Linked DNA regions of Mus musculus: region 1 is linked to region 2. A link is a contact called in public Hi-C data. All regions are on one chromosome and are shown on one strand. The core of a region is the stretch at or near the end of the contact, and the rest is flanking DNA. Distances in the headings are between cores, read along the strand shown. Region 1 has its middle 57 kb from the start of Lpin1. Region 2 has its middle 77 kb from the start of Gm36235.

Region 1 (5,831 bases), core at 2,056-4,555, 440 kb before region 2:
ACTATGGGAGTAAAGACCTTTGCTGTTATTTGAGTTCATACAGGTATCATACCAACCCCGTTTACTCCTGAGAGATATGAATGCGTCCTTTCCACTAAAGAGATTGCATGTGGTCCTTGCACAACCCACATTGGATCATCAAGTTGAGAGACCTGTTTGAGATACCATGGCTCCTCTCTGGCCTGGAAGGAGTGTTGAGGAGCCAGGAGGCAGAGAAGAAGGTTCAGTACATAGTGTTTCACAGGTCCTGTTTGCCATGTTTGAGGTGTCTTCACCTCATAGACCCTGTCCCCCTCTTTTGGATATTTGTCCTTAGTTTTTCATTTTGAAGGAGTCCATCAAAGCCCTTGACTAGTTTGAGCTGAGGTTGGTCATATCCTATTAACACTGTACTAGCAATGGCCGGAGGCTTCCTGCGGATTGCTGTGTTGGCCTTGGTGATTATGGAGGGCATGGAAGAGTATCATCCTTAAATGCTAATGGCACTTCTGGGTAAAAACTGAAGAGTCCAAATTCTAACAGGTCCCCGGGTGTCTGTAGATTCAACATGTTACAGACAGAAGAAACCCTCGGACAGCTCCACAGATCTATGCTACCTGACTGCAGTGTCTGAGGCTCTCTTATCTGAAATAAAAACCAGGATAAACTTGTCTATAGGCCACTCATTCATCTGTGTTCTCTTTATCCTTTGACACCAGACCTCCATGGTGGTACCCAAGGCTCTCCTGTGTCCCCGCAGTTCATACCCCCATGCAGACAGAATGAGTTTTTGGATGCCTAGACTTTCCCAGAGACGAGCTTTGTTCACCTGGGAATTTGAAGGGCTTGGTCTGGTTTCAAAGAGTAACACATTCCCATTTTGCATCAGAAGCCAAAAACTATTTGGGTGTGTGTGGGGGGGACTGGTCTTAACCATCAGCTCTGAGACAGCTTTCGTGACCCCTGTGCGGTCGGTCCTGGAATGGAATTGTCATAGAGGAAAGTTAAAGAGGCCCAGTTTTGAAACAGGTTCTGGGACTTAACTCTCTTCAGGAGGCCTTTGGTCCCAACATCAGAGCTGAGACTCCATTCGACCATCTTTGTCTATCTGTGTTTTCTATCATGGTTCTGGAGTGTGAACAGCACTGTGCCCATTCCCTTGAAATACGAGAGGTGACGGGTCTCCGGGGTTTTCCCCTTTTTTAAAAAAAATTTATTTTTATTAGATGTTTTCTTTATTTACATTTCAAATGCTATCCCGAAAGTTCCCTATACCCTCCCCGCCCTGCTCCCCTACCTACCCACTCCCAAGGAGCTGAAGGGGTCTGCAACTCTATAGGTGGAACAACAATATGAACTAACCAGTACCCCAGAGCTCGTGTCTCTAGCTGCATATGTAGCAGAAGATGGTCTAGTCGGCCGTCACTGGGAAGAGAGGCCCCAGGGTCTTGCAAACTTTATATGCCCCAGTACAGGGGAACACCAGGGGTTTTCCCTTTTCAAGTCAGCTTGTAAAATGATTCCATTTCTGATTTGTGAGTTGCAAGGATTATAGGTGACCACCACATCTGAATTTTTTGTGGGTTCTGGGGATTTCAATGCTGGGCCCCTCACTTGTTTGGCAAGTGCTTTATCCACTGAGCTATCTTCGCAGCATCAGTGTCTCCGACAGACTCATGAGGATAGCCTGAAACACTATAGTCAAGGATGACTTTGAATTAGATCATTACTGCCACCCCACCCCCACCCCCAGTGCTGGGATTGCACGCATGTGCCACAATGAGTGTCTTTTATTTGGTACTGGGAATTGAACCAGGGCTTCATGCATGCTAGGCAAGTCCATGCTCTACACCCCAGGATAGACTTTACATTTGTAACCTCTCTTTTTATCCTGTAGCACCAAAGAGGATAATTGCTATCACTTGTGGTACAGCCAGGCTTGGTCCCCAAAGGGAAGCAGAGTCTGACCAGAGAAGCTGATCCTGGAAGTCAGTGAAAGCCGGTGGCCACAGGGGGGCACAGTTGGTTCTTGTTTGACCGAATAGCCTTTCAAAACAGCCTCTGCTTTGACAAAGGCCTTTCCCTGTGGTCCCAGGCTTGGAGACCAGCCAGGTTGTGGGTTGGATTTGTGTGGAGGCAGGGGAGTTTCTTCAGGGGACTGTTTCAGTGCGGATGTCCCTTGGATGAGCTCAATCCGAGGCCCAAATCTTTAAGTGAGCTTTGGAGGCCAGTCTGTTGAGATTTAAAATCTGTTCTTTGTGGCCCTGGAGGTTCTGGGAGTTTGTCCTGGGAGTTTGTTAAAAATAAAATTGTTTAGGACCTTATCCTAGACCTACCGACCCTAGCAGTGGGTGTGGGCCTCCGAGAATAGTTTAATAAGTCCTATGGGGTTCGGATGCACTCACATGTTGTGGACCATTGCAGCCCAGGCCCGGGCTCACGTCTGTCATCTGGCCAGCTCAGGAATGCTGTAATGCTATCAGCCTAGGACTCACATCAGCTCCACCCCACTTGCTCAAACCGGGAGAAGCTGCTACAAAGACCACCTCACCTCTTTGTATTAAAGGATCTTGGAGACCGAGCCACAGGTGCTTGCTTAAGTCACAAGGTGTCCTTCTGACCCTGTGGAAGCATCCAGTCAGATCTGCCTTCCTGGGGAATCTCAGATGGGAGCCACAGGCCTGGGAGACAGCAGGTCTGGCAGCCTGGGCAGAGTGAGAACGCAGGGAACAGGGTAGAGGTGGATGTGCCCAGATTTCTAATGGTCTCGTCCTCCCCGAAATGTTTGGGAGCCTCGAGGAGCCTGTCCCGATGCCAGCTATCTGTTCATTGGTGCAGGAAGTCCATTCAGCCTGCATTACTTTTAATGCATTTTGCAAGCAAGTGGCCTCTTCCTGTGACTCACTCCGCCTTTTGTGCACCGGAGGTTGTGGTTGGAAGTTTCACTTCGGAAAGTAACCACCAGTGCCTCCGATTTCTCCCGAGGCTGGAACCCCAACAAGTCACATGCATTTTGTAACAAAGAAGTGTAAATGGAGGTGCAGCCAGTCACGTTTCTGCTCTGTAAAAACATCCTTTTCTGAGATGGTCTGCAGAGCCAAGCTGAGAAGAAATGGGTTATATTTTCATTTCAGGACTTTGTGCTTTCTTTCCAGAATGTTCTTTGTCATCTTGATCCATTTTTCAGGATTATCTAAAAACAAAAAACAAACAAAAAAACAACAAAAAAAACCCCCCAAATCAAACCAACCCCCCAGCATTAGCTGATTGGGTGATCCATCCCTTAGCTGACTGAAAGTGACTCAGATCTGGACTGAAGTTTGGGTTCTGTCTACCAGGCAGCATGGAAATAATGATGGTAATAGGATTGGTTGAATAACAACGTGTATTTCATCAGGCTCTTCCCCAGTGGCCAATTCACGGGCTCTCTATACATTTATTTCTTCGGATAAGCCAGCAAAGGCTAAGCGGGCAAATTCTACAGGGCAGTTTTCTCAAGTTTAAAGACTCATCTTCAAAATGTTGTGGAGCTGAACCAAGTTATCACCACCCCTGTTAGTTGTAAAGCGATTTATGTGTATGAGTATTTTGACTGCTTGTATGTAAGTACCATGAGTGTGCCTGGTGCCTGTGGATGCCAGGAGAGGGGACTGGATGCCCCTGGAACTGGAGTCACGTGTGATTTTGAGTGATCCAATGTGACTGCTGGGAATCAAGCTTAGGTCCTCTGAAGCGTGTATGTGTACACACACACACACACACACACACACACACACACACACACACACACACATATATATATGTATATGCAGCCCAAAATGTTACTGTTATTTTGAGCTGTAACATGCTATGTGACTGAGGACAGCCTTGACTTTTGGATCTTCCTGCTTGCCACCACCTCCATTACAGGCATACAGCAGTGCTGGAAATTGAACTAAGGGCCTCACTCATGGTAGCCAACTACTCTAGCCAGCCAACGTGTTTTTCTGCTTTAATTCTTTTTGTGCACAACCCTAGTCTCTTCAGCATTAGTAAAGCCCAAATGCACTTAGAACTAAGTGCAGCTAAAGCCGTAGTCAGAGTTCCAGTTAGCATTAGTACTTACTACATTCTGGAAAGCTGATGTGGGCTTGAGAAACGGTACATTTGGATTTAGAAGAGATGCCTTTGATGTTTCACTTCTCACCTTGATTCTTTCAACTTCTGTGCAGGGAGGACAGTCATCGTCATTAAACACTGACCTTTTAAGAGTGAGGATGAGCAGTTATTCCATGTTTATGTGAGTGTCTTGCTGTTGGTGAAGTTATGATTTATTTTCTGTCTGGTGCTGGGGAAGGAACCCAGGGCCTTGTGCATATGAGACGAGTGCCTCAAATCCTGACCTTCCTGTTGAACTAGCTTCTATCTGAGGTTGACATGGGACTTTTAAATATCTCCTTTGACCGCCCAAGATGGGTAATTCCTCCTCTCTCTGATACCTTGAAGATGAGAGAGGGGCTTCCTGCTTACTCTAAAGTTAACCTGAATGGTCGACTTGACACAGCCCAGAGTCATCTGAGAGGAGAGCTCCAGCTGAGAAATTGCCCAGAACAGATTGGCTTGTGAGCATGACTGTGGGGGATTGTCCTGATTATTCACCGATGCAGAAGGACCCAGTTCTTTGTGGGTAGCTCTATCCCTGGGCCTGGGTTGTAGACCAAGTTGGCCTTGAACTCCCAGAGATCTGCCTGTTTCTGCCTCCTGAGTGTTGGGATTAAAGGTGTGTACCACCATGCCTGGATGAGGCCCTTTCTTTCATTAAATAAACAAACAAACAAGCAAGCAAGCAAGCAAGCAAACAAACAAACAAACAAACAAACCAAAGGAAATCTAGCTGAGTATGAGTCCAAGTGAGCCAGAGAGCTAGCCAGGAAGCATCGATCCTGGTGTCTGCTTCAAGTTCTTGCTAGACATTCCTTCCTGACTTCCCTCAATGATGGACTGCGACCTGTGACCTTGAAGTGCAAGCCAATAAATACTTTCCTCCCCTAAGGTGGTTGTGGGTTTTTGTTTGTTTGTTTGTTTTTTGCTTTTGTTTTTGTTTTGTTTTGTTTTGTTTTGTTTTGTCAGAGTGTTTGTTCACAGCAACAGGAAGGGAGCCCTGACATAGTCTGTAATGGTACTGGTACAAGTAGGTCCTATGGACCAAGGCTGAGTGCTCCCACCAAGGAGAGCTCCTCTTTCCAAGAGAGATGAGAACTCACAGACAGGCATGGCTGCTGGTGCCTGCTGTAAGGTAGAATGTCTAACTGGTTAAAGGAGCTGACTGGGGGCTGGGGATGGATAGTCATTAGCGCAGCTCTTGCCTAGCATGTATAAGGCCCTGAGATTTCCACATCGCCAGAAAGAACAAAGAGGATGTGTGGGCCATCCCATCTCTGGGAGCCACAGATGCTTCTAAGCTTTTTCATGCTTTTACTTGATCTGAGAGCCATCTAAGTGGGTATCAGGGAAGAACTTTGCAGGCATTTGGTGGATCCCAGAATGGATGGCAGTTTTTTCTAGGAATTGAGGAACTTAACCTGCTTCCCCCTCTTTCCCATGGATACCTGTGGCAGGAATTGTGGGGTAGGATAGCCAAGCAACCTCAACATCCTTCAGGTCTATGCTCATTCTTATGTTTGTTTGTTGTTTGGTCAACTTGGCATAAGCTACAGTCGTTTTGGAAGAGAAGATGCTTCAACCAGATTGGCCAGTGAGCAAACCTATGGTGTATTTTCTTGATGATGTTTGGACATGGTTGGTGCCACTTTTGGGCTGGTGGTCCTGGGTGCTATAACAAGGTAGGCTAAGGAAGCATGGGGGAGCAAGCC
Region 2 (6,445 bases), core at 2,814-5,313:
TTGATAATATTAACTAGAATGTTACACTAATTCTATCAGTTTGGGACCTTCCCTTGCCTCATAGCAAATGAGAAATTTCAGCCAGTGAATTCCAAAGATGTTTCTCCATTTAAGAAGTAGCTCAGTTTCTGCCTCTTGACCACCACTAATGATGGTCTGGATCCTTAATCACTGGTGTGCCTAACAAATGGGTGTTGTGGTATGAATACTTTTAAACTAACATTCTGCTTACACACTGGTGATCCCCAAGGCATGTTGATTCGGGATGAATGACAGATAGTTGAGCAGTTGTGATGCAGAAGCCTATTCTTCTGTTTGTGTAATTCTACTGAGCGGCCTGTGTGCACAGCAGAATCATCCTGGGCACAGTAGCTTGTCTTGTCTTTTATTACACTGTACTTTTTAGTATATTAAAGATGGTCAACAACATAGGCTAAGGAGATGGCTCAGTGGGTCAAATGCTTACCCTGCAGGCACGAGGACCTGGGTTTGGATCCCCAACACACATGTGAAAACTGGTTTCAGTGGTGTGTACCTGTAACCCCAAAGTTGAGGGAGCAGAAATAGGTAGATTCTAGGAGGATCTCATTAGCTAGCCAGCCCAGCCAGACCAATAAGCTCTGGACTCACTAAGATACCCTGTCTCCAAGGAAAATGTGCAGAGTGACAGAGGTGGGAATTTATGTCTACCACTGACCTGTGTAGACATATGTACACACAATAATAATTGCACACACGAGAGAGAGAGAGAGAGAGAGAGAGAGAGAGAGAGAGAGAGAGAGAGAGAGAGAGAGATTTGTTGATATTTTCCCTACCAAGAGGTAAAGATCTTCTTGGACATTGCTAGTTTCTATGATTGTTCTGACATATAGAATTTGGCAGTTGTGAGAACTAACCTAGTGTTTGAGTAAGGATTATTTTTTAAACTTATTATTGGTTCTTTGTGAATTTCATAACATGTACCCCAATCCCACTCATATCCCTTCATATTTGCCCTCTATCTTTGCAACCTCCCCACAGAAGAAAACAAACAAAAAATCAATTACAAATCTCATTGTGGAAGCTGCAGTGTGTCATAGTGTGTCCCATAGTAGACCATTTTGTCTGACATCTGTACTTGCAAATGTTCTTTGCAATGAGTCATTGGTCTGGTTTGAGGTCTCTGTTTCTGCTACACCATCAATACAGGATCCTCACCAGGACTCCTCTTGGATATCCTGTTGTTGCCCTGTGTCATGGAGATCTTGTAGCTTTGGATCTGCAGGACCAGCTTCTTCATACACTCCAGCAGTTCATAGATGGGATAGATGTTGGAGTGGGCCAACTCAAATCCCTAGATCTGGGCTTGGGTGGTAGCTGAGTTTGTCAGCCTGTCTAGTGGACACACCCATGGCAGACACTCATTTGAAAGAAGCCACAGCTCCTAGCTCTAGCTCTGGTGGATGCTCATGTCCGATGCATACCCAAGCCTTATTGTTAACATGGTGAGAGATGTTAATCCCCAATGATCTTCTCTCTCACATGTGCTCAGAACCAAAAAGAGATGCTAGTTTGAGGGTGATTTTAATGGTGCACCAGGCAAATAGAAGAAGCAGGAGATACAGGGAGTGAGGCTAAGCTGCTGCACTCAGCAAGCATGTGAGTTTTAAGTATCCCAGACAACAATTCATTTTCTTGGAAATGGTGCTTATAGAGAGGCGTAATAAGCCAATTAAACACTTATCAAAATGAATTAATTATTAAAGTGAAGGTACATTTAGAAGAAGATAATTGACCAAAGATGCTGGTGTCTTGAAGACTCCGGTTCTCTGCTGGGTTTCTTTGGGGTGACTTACTTAGGCAGCCATGCACCTTGATGGCTCTCTAGAACCCTTCCTCACCAGAGTACCCTAGGCTACCCAGCCACAGTCACTGCTCAAAGGAGCTTCACACAGTCCAGAACCCTGAAGGGAGAGCTTGACAGACTTTGCAACAGCTAGGAGTTGTTTATTGTGTATCTATGAGTGGGTATGTGCTGGTGGGTGTGGTCAAGATTAATATAGCAATCTAGTATGGCTTTAGAATGGGGTATTTAGACCATTTCCATTCAATGTGATTGTAATTTCCATTTAATGTGAATGTAAATCTATCACTTTGCTTCCTGTTGCTAGCTTCTTCCTGTTGCTGCTTTATCTCTTTTTCTGGGTGCCTTTGAAATTTTTGGAAATTCTATTTTCTTTTCATGCTTGCCTTGGCTCATGTCTCATTTTTAGTTTTAAAGTGAGTGACATGTTTCATATAAATGTGTGTATGTGTGTATAATATCTCTTAAACTTATTACCATATGATTTTAGATGGTATAGTACCACTCCATACATGGTATAGTACTTTTTATTTTTAAAGAGTTTAAGTCAATTTTAAATTACATGTATGTTTGTATAGTGACAGGTGGGTTCATGTGTGTATACATGGAGTCCAGAAGAGGATGGCTGACATTGAGCCCTTTGGAATTGTAGCTATAGGCAGGTGTGTATCCCCTGATGTAGGTGCTGAGAACCAAACTCTGGTCCTCTGCAACAGCAGACCATGCTCTTTCCAGCTAGGTCCTCTCTCCAGCCCCTGGCATGGGAATATGATTACACTGTATTTAATTCACACACACCCATTTTTTGCAGCATTGCTATGTAAATCTATCTTTGTTTGTGTATAATATATCACTGCAATTTCTGTTTTAGACAGGAAGTTGTTTTTTTCAATAATGTAAGTTAAGGAAGAATGGTTCCTTAGTTTGCTTTATTGCCACAATTTATTGTGGGTTTCATTTCCTCCTGTATATTATACAATTTTGACAGAATGACTTCCTCATATTTATCTCGTGTCCCGATGACAATGTGAGGATTTATGAGTTAAGAATGAAGGAAGTGGGGAGGGCAGAAAGGAGGCCGGCTGGCTTCACACAGCACTTTGTGTATATAGAATGAATGACCATGTGTTGTATTGCTAGCCAAATTTTATAGAAGTCTTAGGTGAAGGTCTTTATTACCCTAGGTCCTTCCTGTAGCAATGTGCATAGTCATGTTCATTTAACTATTGGCTCAGTCTCATGGCATGCTGCTTGTGTACATTTGCCTAGAGTATCCATTGGACCCCCAAAGACGGGAGAATTTGTCTCACAGGTTCAGAAGGTTGAACCCATAGTCCCAGCATTTGTGAGTGTTTAGCAGAGGAGTTACTTGCTCTTCTGGCAGATGGGAAGGTAGAGAAAGGCAGGAAGGGGCCAGTCAGGAGCAAGACATCCTTCCTGCAGTCTTGTCATATCTCATAAGGTCCTTCGAACCTCTAAATGTAGTGCCATACGCTGAGGGCTAAGCTCCACACCACGCGAGCCTTCTGGGGAGAGTTTGTCCCAACCAAACCATAACACATGTGCAGTGATATTACTCAAAGTATTTTACAAATCTTGAGACTTGCGAAGCTGGCTTTGCAATATTCACCTAGGCATTCCTCTCTGTTTTTAAGCTTGTGCCTAACATGTTCTAAAAATACTGTTGTTTCTTTTGCCACAAGGCAAGGAGGCTTAGGGCTAGAACCAAGCAAATGCTACAAAGTCACAAGTCAAGAAACGGGAAACAGTGAGACAATGAGTATTTTAATGTTGAGTTTTGTGCTGATTAATCCAATGGATCAAGATAGAATCCTCATGTCAATGTCTCTAAATTGTTCATGCCATTTTATATAATGTCTAACTCATAACAGAGCAAATAAATGCTTAGTGAATAAAAAATGGTGGAGAATGAGGGTAGAACACGCACAATGGAGGGACAGAAGCAAGCAATACATTGAAGATTATAGAGATGAGACGAGCAGGGCGAAGGGAAGTCTGCAGTTATATGGTATTTTTGGAAAAAAAAAAAACGAGTTTCCTTTTCCATGCTTCCAGGCCATGGGTTTTAATTTGTGGGAGTCATATGCTGCAGATGTTGCCATCCCTCCTCTGGTCAGATCACCATGACAAAGGCACTGCCTGCTCTATAAATAGATAGTTAGATTGATTTCACATCCTGCTCTGGTTCTCCGACTGCTTGCCTGGTGCGACACCAAGATCGATGAGTGATTCCATCCAGCGAGTGCACAGACCCTCCGCGCTCTCTTCTGGAAGATGACAATCAGGCTCATTAAATTCAGCACAAAGCAGCTTCAAAGACTTTTGTCCTATCAGAGAAATTGAACCAGAGCCCATTACCAAGGCATCAAAGGGAATGGATTTAACCAGCCTTCAGCCCACACCTATTGTTAGAAAGACAATTTGGTATTTTTCTTTGCCTGCTGGGATCAGTGCTCCCTGAGACTTCAGCAGCCAGAGCTGTTGTTAGGGAAAGTCAAGTATGGAAAAGCTTTTGGCTACAGGCTTACAGGTTTCCATATTCTGGGTCCAGTTCTATATCTAAAACTCCCTACCCCCTCCCATTTGTTCCTCTGACTTCCCCCATGTACAGTTCCCCTGCTCCCTCTTGAAATTATGGCCTGTTTTTCTGTAGTTGTTACTGTTCCATATCTGTGCTCCTAAATATATAAATACAAACTGCTCAGCCCATTTAGTGTTATTTGTATGTATATGTTTCAGGGCTGACCCTTTGATAATGGCTAAACAACTGGTATGCTTTTCCCTGGGGAGGACTATTTCTCATGTCCTCAGCTTACCTTGGCAGCCTGTAGTTCTTTGTCTATGGGAAGAGGTTCCATGAATGACTCCCACTTCTATGTTAATATGTCTACTCCATTACTGAATCCTTTTTTTCACTTTAAATACTCACGATCACTGAATTCTTGGCCATGGACAAGTCACTGGGTGATCCTGAAGCTCACCTTTTCTGGGGAAGCAACCACAAATTGGGAAAAAAATCTTCACTAACCACATCCCATAGAGCGTTAATGTCTAAAATATAAAGAACTCAAGAAGCTAACCACCACAAAAGCAAGCAACCCAATTAAAAATAAAAAGGGATATAGAACTAAACTGAGAATTCACAACAGGAATCTCAAATGGCTGAGAAAGACCTAAAGAAATGTTCAAAGTCCTTAGTGATCAGAGAAATGCAAATCAAAATGACTCTGAGATTCCACCTTACACCAGTCAGAATGGTTAAGATCAAAACCTCAGTGACTGCACATGTTGGCAAGGATATGGAGAAAGAGGAACACTCCTCTGTTGCTGGTGGGATTCCAAACTGATACAACCACTCTGGAAATCAATCTGGAGGTTCCTCAGAAAATTGGAAATAGATCTACCTGAAGACCCAGCAACAGCACTCTTGGGAATATACTCAAAAGGTGCGCCACCATGCCACAGGGGCATGTGTTCCACTATGTTCTTAGTGACCTTGATAGACAGAAGCTGGAAACAACCAAGATGTCCCATGACAGAAGGATGGATACAGAAAATGTGGTTCATTTACACAATGGAATACTACTCAGCTATTAGGAATGAGAACATCCTGAGTTTTGTAGGCAAGTGGATAGAAATAGAAAATATCATTCTGAGTGAGGTAACTTAGACCCCAAAGGACATGTATGGTATGTACTCACTAATAAGTGGATATTAGCCACTCCCTGCCAAAGTACATAATACACAAGATACAGTCCACAGAACTCAAAAAGCTCAACAAACTGAAGGGCCCAAGTGACAAGTCCTCAGTTCCACTTGGGTGGGAGAAGAAAGCAAGCAGAAGTGGAGAGGGAGGGGTCTGGGAAAGAAAGAGAACAAGGGGTGGGACAGGGAGAGGGGAACATGATGTGGTGCTGGGCAGGGGAGAAAAGGACTGAAGAACCTGAGCACTAGCAGAAAGAATGGAATCAGGCAACATCAGGAGGTAGGAGGTTGGGGGGGGGGGGCTCCAGAATGTACCAGAGACCTGGGAGGCGAGAGCCACTCAGGAATCAAAAGGAGGGACCTTAGATGAAATACCCTACATTGGGGAGAGGGAACTTGTAGAGCCCACCTCCAGCAGAAAGTCAGGACATCAAGTGAGAAATGGGTTGCCACTCCACAGTCAAAACTGTGACCCATATTTGTTTCTGTCTGAAAGAACTGCAGGGATGGAAATGGAGAGGAGCCCGAGGAAAAGAAGGTCCAGTAACAGGCCCAAATTGGGGTCCTAAGACCTGACATTATTACAGAGGCTATTGAGCACTCACAAAAAGGAACCTAGCATGACCACACACTGGAAGACCCAACAAGCAGCTGAAAGAGTCAGAGGCAGATATTTGCAACCAATCAATGGATAGAAGCTGCTGACCCCTGTGGTTGAATTAGGGAAACGCTAGAAGAAGCTGAGGAAGAGGGAGACCCTGTAGGAGGACCAGCAGTCTCAATTAACCTGGACTCCTGAGATCTCTCAGATACTGGACCACCAACCAGGCAGCATACACCAGCTGATATGAGGCCCCCAACACACATATACAGCAG

What was found. Hi-C and Micro-C count contacts between places; a contact is called where the count stands out from the background.
Region 1: a contact with region 2 is called in a Hi-C map of the N1E-115 cell line, with 4 times the contacts expected there. The contact joins two enhancer-like sites. A contact is called at or near these places in 1 of 15 datasets of contacts at CTCF or cohesin (pro-B cells), 3 of 484 Hi-C or Micro-C datasets (the N1E-115 cell line, bone marrow-derived macrophages and nephron progenitors) and 8 of 115 datasets of contacts at active chromatin or transcription factors (acute myeloid leukemia, astrocytes, bone marrow-derived macrophages and 4 more).

What each region holds. Positions count from the first base shown.
Region 1 is chr12:16,529,650-16,535,480 of GRCm38.p6, reverse strand. No RefSeq gene overlaps it. Among named protein-coding and RNA genes, the nearest start is that of Lpin1, 57 kb to the left of the region's middle. Within about 2 kb of position 3,305, at least 209 of the 459 cell types and tissues checked have an H3K27ac peak or open chromatin away from gene starts, as enhancers often do. A contact at or near this core is called in the N1E-115 cell line, where this site is marked.
Region 2 is chr12:16,089,234-16,095,678 of GRCm38.p6, reverse strand. No RefSeq gene overlaps it. Among named protein-coding and RNA genes, the nearest start is that of Gm36235, 77 kb to the right of the region's middle. Within about 2 kb of position 4,063, at least 32 of the 459 cell types and tissues checked have an H3K27ac peak or open chromatin away from gene starts, as enhancers often do. A contact at or near this core is called in the N1E-115 cell line, where this site is marked.